Regions from separate parts of the Mus musculus genome. Here region 2 is linked to region 1. The links are chromatin contacts, called in public HiChIP or PLAC-seq maps. All regions are on one chromosome and are shown on one strand. Each heading gives the region's core, a stretch centred on a gene start, on an enhancer-like site or on the middle of the called end of the contact. The rest is flanking DNA. Distances are from core to core; before and after follow the strand shown. Region 1 holds the start of 1700105P06Rik (RIKEN cDNA 1700105P06 gene). Region 2 holds the start of 1810009A15Rik (RIKEN cDNA 1810009A15 gene).

Region 1 (2,928 bases), core at 1-2,500:
CCCCACCCCCCAATTTCCTAACCTTCCCTCCCATCTCCAAAAATGAGTTAAAGAAACACAATGACCAATTTGGTTCTCAATCTATTCTGGGTACTGTCATGCTTAAGGGAAACAGGTATTCCACCCTAAGGAAATATTTGCATTTTTCATGACTAATTATCTTCCACAAAGGTAGCTCTTTGTTTTCTCCTTTGGACCAGAGAGGCTGGGGAAGGAGGACGGGAAGGGAGAGCAATGTATTCCCAGATTGTCCCTCAAACACCTCCTTTGGTGACTAATCTCCATGTAGATGACATGGCTTGTTACCCACCCCCAAGCAAGTCCCGCTTTTCTCAAACGGGGTGCTACTAGCAATTCCATTCAAATGCCGGGTTTTAGACTTGACACCTGTGGCTCCTGAAACAGAAGGCCTAGAGGATTGAGGACGGGTGGAGGCTTCTACTTACTGGGTTATTTCCCCTCTCTGGAGGTCGCCAGCCGCGCCAGCCTTCACCTCCGTTATCACTACGGGGGACTAGCCTGGGGCCTAGAGGCCTGGTCGCCCCTCGGCCTAAGAAACAGACCGGAACCGGGAGACAACAGCCGGGCACAAACCACTGTACTGGGAATCCGGCCTCTACTCTGGGCCCGAGGGGGCGCAGGGAACCGGAAGACCTGAACCGCTCCTTCGGTGTGGATGGAAGTCTCTAGACCCTGAGCGGGGGAGGGGCGGCGGAGGAAGGGGGGCTCCGAGAGGCCTGGGATTCCAAACCCGGTGGGGGAGGAGCGAGGGCGCCGTAGCCGCGGACCGGACAGGGAAGGGCCCTCTGGGGCTGCAGATGCCGGCCCAGGGAAGCGCCTGGGGACCGGGAACCGGGGACCGGGACCTGGAGATCTAGTCCCGGACCACCAAGCGGAAGTGAGGTGTCCCCCCCCTCACCTCGGAGCATCGGCTCGGGCCGCGGGATCACGGCCACCACCACGGCCTCGTCGTCATCATCCCCTTCCTCACACTTGAGCGTCACCTCGAAGCAATCCAGAGCCGCGGCGCCCTTGGCTTTCAGGGCCATGGCGAGGCGAAGAAGGGCGACCGGATAGCCGAGGACGTTCGCACAGACCTCGGCGCACCGCCTGTGGCGGCCGCCTCCTGCCCCGGACCACCCCGGGCCCGCGGCTCGCCTAGCTCACCCGCCGCTCGCCCGGCCGCCCCGCCAGCCACGGGCTTCAACGCGTCACGACCCCGGGCGGGGAGGGTTCGATCCGGGGCCCCCAACCCCGCCGCTCCCTTTTATGGAGGCTCATTGTCAGCGTCCGTCCGGCAGTCCCGCCTCCAGACCAGGCTGGCCAATCACGTGAGGACACGCCCCCTAGCCCCGCCCCAGCCACAGGTCTGGGCCAGAACCCTGTGCAGCGCGTTTGTCTCTGGCCGGTTTGCTCGGCGGCGAAGCCTGGAGTTTTCCTGGGAGCGGCGCCGGCAGCCTTGGAGACCCGGTAGGGCATCCCCACCAATGGCTGGAGGAAAGGGCTGCTCGGCATCTTACTTCTTGGCTTTCCCCTGACTAGCTGCCTGCCTGGGAGGCAACACAGACGAGAAAAGACCGGTGGGGATGTGTGAAGGATACATAGGCTCAGAAGTGTGGAGACATCTCTTCTAATTTCTTTGGGCCTCGTTCCTTTCTACTAGCACATACGCTTTAGGGAAAGAAAAATCACTTTGGATCCTCCTAAACAAAGATTCTAGAAGATGAAGAGGACAAGAGTGGCGTGTGGGCGTGTGTAAACCGCTTCCGATGGATATAATTTACGTTAAAAACAAAACAAAACAAAAAACGTGAGTCCAGAGAGTGTGGCCTTTTCCCAGGACACAGCAAATCCCCTGAGAGCCTCCAAGACCGGGATCCGGTTGCTATGGCGCTGCTGCCTGGCATTCGTGCCTGAGTGAAGACTGTCACAATGGGCACTTACACTTCTGCATAACATCCCCTCCCCACACACATACACACACCAGACACGCTAGATTTCAGCTGAGAAACGGCAAAAATGTCTGGCACTCAAAATTCTGATTTTAAGTGCTACCAACAGTAATTATCAGCCCAGAAACAGTAATTGTGGATGATGTAGGAGGCTAGGGGACAGAAGAGAAACAGTTCACTTACCGTATATTGTGTGTGTGTGTGTGTGTGTGTGTGTGTGTGTGTGTGTGTGTGTTTGTGTGTGCGCGCGCGCCCTGGGCATACCCACCCCCCCCCCATCCACTGCATAACCAGCTTTTATTTTGTTGAGATAAGGACTCACTTTCATGTCAGTCTGACCTGGAATCTGTGTAACCCTGCTTGCCCCAAACCTTTTCCTCCTCCCTCCATTCCCCTGGCACAAGGATTAAAGGTCTGAGCTGACACCACATACAGCAGCCACAATAGAAAGAACTGAGGAAATTTCTATTACTTTGAAATGTACCCAGTACTAAAAAGATACTCCAAATCAAGCAATTTCCTAGGCCTGGATAGTTCTTACCTAAAGGCTGTTCTTTGCTTTTTGCCCAATGCCTCTGGGTAGGTAGTCTGTTCTGTTTTTGCAGTGGGCTGGCTACAGGACTCAAGCTTCCGGGAGATTGTGACTAAGGCCTGAAAGGCAAGAAAAAGAAAAGCCTGTTATTTCCCTCCCTCTGTCCCTCCTGAGTTCTAACTCCTCCTGAGCAGGTGAGGCTGTGTCTCCAGTGTCTTTGTGAGTCCTTGGTTTGTGTCACTTCCCTGTTGGGCTTCCAGCCCTTCTGTCACCCTGTCACTTGGGTCACCCTGTGGTTCCTATTTCTTGTTTGATTCCAAAGCGATGGGTAGCCCTAGTATTGCACCAGATTCTTATTTAATTATATATATTTGTTTTCTTATGGGTTGTGCACCAGAGTACTTGTCTGAAGGCTAGAGCAACAGCTTCGGGGAGCTGGTTCTC
Region 2 (2,700 bases), core at 30-2,529, 1.5 Mb after region 1:
TTCTTTGGTCTTTCGAGACAAGGTTTCTCTGTATCACCCTGGCTGTCCTGGAACTCACGCTGTAGACCAGGCCGGCCTTGAACTCAGAAATCTGCCTGTCACTGCCTGCCAAGTGCTGGGATTAAATGTGTGGGCCACCATTGCCCGGTTTAGGGCTTAATTTTTATACCCAGTCCAGCCATTGGATTTTTTTTTTCTTACTTCTAGTAGGGCAGCTGAAAAGGAGGGTCCTTGAATCCTCAGGCAAATCTCGCTTAGCAACAATTATCCCTGGAGAGCTGTGAGGAACCTAAGGATGCTAGGGCTCCCAGATTCTGCACTGGGAATGGCAATGGCCTCCTTGTATAAGGCTGTTTATGTAGGTCCCAGCACGGAGACAAGTCCACCCCGAGAACATCCACAGGGCATGCCTGTGGAGGATTGAGATCCTAGTTTTACTTCCAATATCTTAGTGAGAAAGCTGTGCCTACCGCCAGTTTAAATGCCAGGAAGCTTGAAGATAAGGGTGCATGCTACCCCAGGTTAGTTCTGCTGATTACACGTGCGCACCATTACGCTAGGCTTTTTACCATAACTACAGGTTTGATTCCCATGCCTTTAGGAGCGCACTTTCTATACTCATAAAGATTTACATCCTGGTTGAGATTTAGCTTATTAAGTCCCCCCACAAGATCGACCAGAGATCTTTAGTGAATAGTCACTATCACTCCCAACATGTGCTTTCGGTCCTAAAGATTTGCAAATTACGAGTCGCAGAAAAAAAAGGTAGCGAACACAGGGTCCTTAGGGTTCACAGACTTTATTGATTCAATAATAAACAGCAAAGAAAATGTTAACCATCACTCCGGGAGCGTCAATGTCGACCTAAAATAAAATAAAAAGCGTTGAGTAACCCAGAGGGGACTGCGGGACCTAGCTACATTTCTGCACGGTTAAGTGTTCCGGCGTCTGAGGATAGAACCCGCGAACGGGAAGCCGCAAGCACCGAAGACATAACGCCGAGAGGGCCAGAGCCCTTTCTTCTACCTCCGTACATTACGGGGAGCGGGACCGCACGCCCGGTCCCCGCCAAGAAAAGGAGGATCTACAAAGTCAGGCCCAGTTCCCAGTAGTTCCCTCGCATATAAAGACAAAATCAAGACTCACGTGAAAACCACCCTTGGAAAGGCCCCGCAACGCGCGGAACAACCTTATATACCCCTGGTGCCCGCCTCCAAGCTGCGATTGGTTCGGAGGCATCAGAGGGCGGGGTCTTTTGCGTGTGGCGGAACCTGTGAGCGGAGCGGAAGTGCGGCTTTTGGAATGAGCCGCGGAGTGTAGCCATGGCACCTCCGGGAGGAAAGATCAATCGTCCCCGGACGGTGACTGAACTGTGGGAGTGGGAACTGCGTCTTTGTTTCCCTTTGCTTCCCGGCATTTTCCTCTTTGGAAACAGGATTAGTTAGGGGCTGGGGTTGTTAGGTGCGGAGGATCCCGGGTGGGTGTGCAGAACCTTACATGCGCATCTTTTTCTTCCGCAGGAGCTGAAGAAGAAGTTGTTCAAGCGCCGCAGGGTATTAAGCAGGGATCGGCGACGGAAACGCCAGGTGGTCGGGGCTGTGATAGACGAAGGGCTGACTACGAAGCACCACCTCAAGAAGCGGGCGTACGTACAGTATTATCCTCCGGTTGGACATTCCTACCCACTTCCTACCAGGTTTCAGAGCATCCCAGAGGTCTCCAAATTTCTTGTTCTCTTTCACGTTTATGCAGCAACTAGTTGAGAGTTATGTTAGTTTCCAAACTACTAGCCTCTTATGGTATCATTGCTCACAGGATTCTGATGCTGTTGTTGATTGTTTTGTCTCGGGTTTTCAAGCAGGGTTTCTCTGTAGCTCTGGCTGTTCTGGAACTTTCTGTGTTGACCAGGCTGGCCTCTAACTAAGAGATCCACTTACCTCTGCCTCCCAAGTTCTGGGATTAAAGTCCTTCACCACCCCCACCACCCCCCAGCTGCTCACTGGATTTTTTTTTTTTTTTTTTTTTCAAGACAGGGTTTCTTTGTGTCGCCCTGGCTGTCCTGGAACTCACCCTGTAGACCAGGCTGGCCTCGAACTCAGAACTTACTGACTTAATACTATTGAGGTACATATTGAAGTCAAATTGTTAAAAAGTCTTAAGTGTTAAAGAGTTCCCTGAGGACACCAGAGCCCATTCAGTAATTTGAATGCAGAGACCTTATAAAACAAAAACTGGGCAATGATGCTCCCATTTAAATTCCAGTGCCAGGAGACTAAGACAGAAAGGTTGCCTGTTGGCTAGCCTGGTCTACAGAGTGAGACCTTTTCTTAGCTGGGGTCATTTTTGAGGCTCAGTTTGGTACAAATGAACCTGGATATTTTTTGTTTCCTGTCACTCAGGTCCAGTGCTCGTGCCAACATCACGCTGTCTGGGAAGAAGCGCAGGAAACTCTTGCAGCAGATCCGACTTGCCCAGAAAGAAAAAGCAGCCATGGAAGGTAAGTCTTGGGCACAGAGGCTACACAACAAGAAGTCTGGATTTTACCTGGGTTTTATCTTTTTTTTTTTTTTTTTTTTAGGATTTATTTATTTATTTATTTATTTACAGTGTGTGCACTGTAGCTGTCTTCAGACACTCCAGAAGAGGGCATCAGATTTTTGTTATGGATGGTTGTGAGCCAGCATATGGTTGTTGGGATTT

What was found. HiChIP or PLAC-seq counts read pairs in DNA pulled down with a chosen protein or histone mark.
Region 2: an H3K4me3 HiChIP or PLAC-seq map of stem cell-derived neural progenitor cells shows a contact between it and region 1, with 5 times the contacts expected there. The contact joins the promoter of 1810009A15Rik here to the promoter of 1700105P06Rik in region 1. A contact is called at or near these places in 4 of 39 promoter capture datasets (the SN4741 cell line, cranial neural crest, hippocampal neurons and 1 more) and 1 of 115 datasets of contacts at active chromatin or transcription factors (stem cell-derived neural progenitor cells).

The regions. Positions count from the first base shown.
Region 1 is chr19:7,381,753-7,384,680 of GRCm38.p6, forward strand. 1700105P06Rik (RIKEN cDNA 1700105P06 gene) reads left to right here and starts at 1,251. Exons shown (of 1, transcript NR_045703.1): 1 at 1,251-1,809. Spindoc (spindlin interactor and repressor of chromatin binding) reads right to left here and starts at 1,274. Exons shown (of 6, transcript NM_001033139.3): 1 at 920-1,274. The coding sequence starts at 1,049.
Region 2 is chr19:8,887,604-8,890,303 of GRCm38.p6, forward strand. It overlaps 1810009A15Rik (RIKEN cDNA 1810009A15 gene), which reads left to right and starts at 1,280. Exons shown (of 4, transcript NM_025463.3): 1 at 1,280-1,361; 2 at 1,521-1,645; 3 at 2,400-2,497. The coding sequence starts at 1,323. Lbhd1 (LBH domain containing 1) reads left to right here. Exons shown (of 6, transcript NM_001286103.1): 4 at 1,521-1,645; 5 at 2,400-2,497. 5730408K05Rik (RIKEN cDNA 5730408K05 gene) reads right to left here and starts at 1,167. Exons shown (of 1, transcript NR_027866.1): 1 at 784-1,167. Snora57 (small nucleolar RNA, H/ACA box 57) reads right to left here and starts at 1,082; the gene lies at 933-1,082. It also overlaps Mir5136.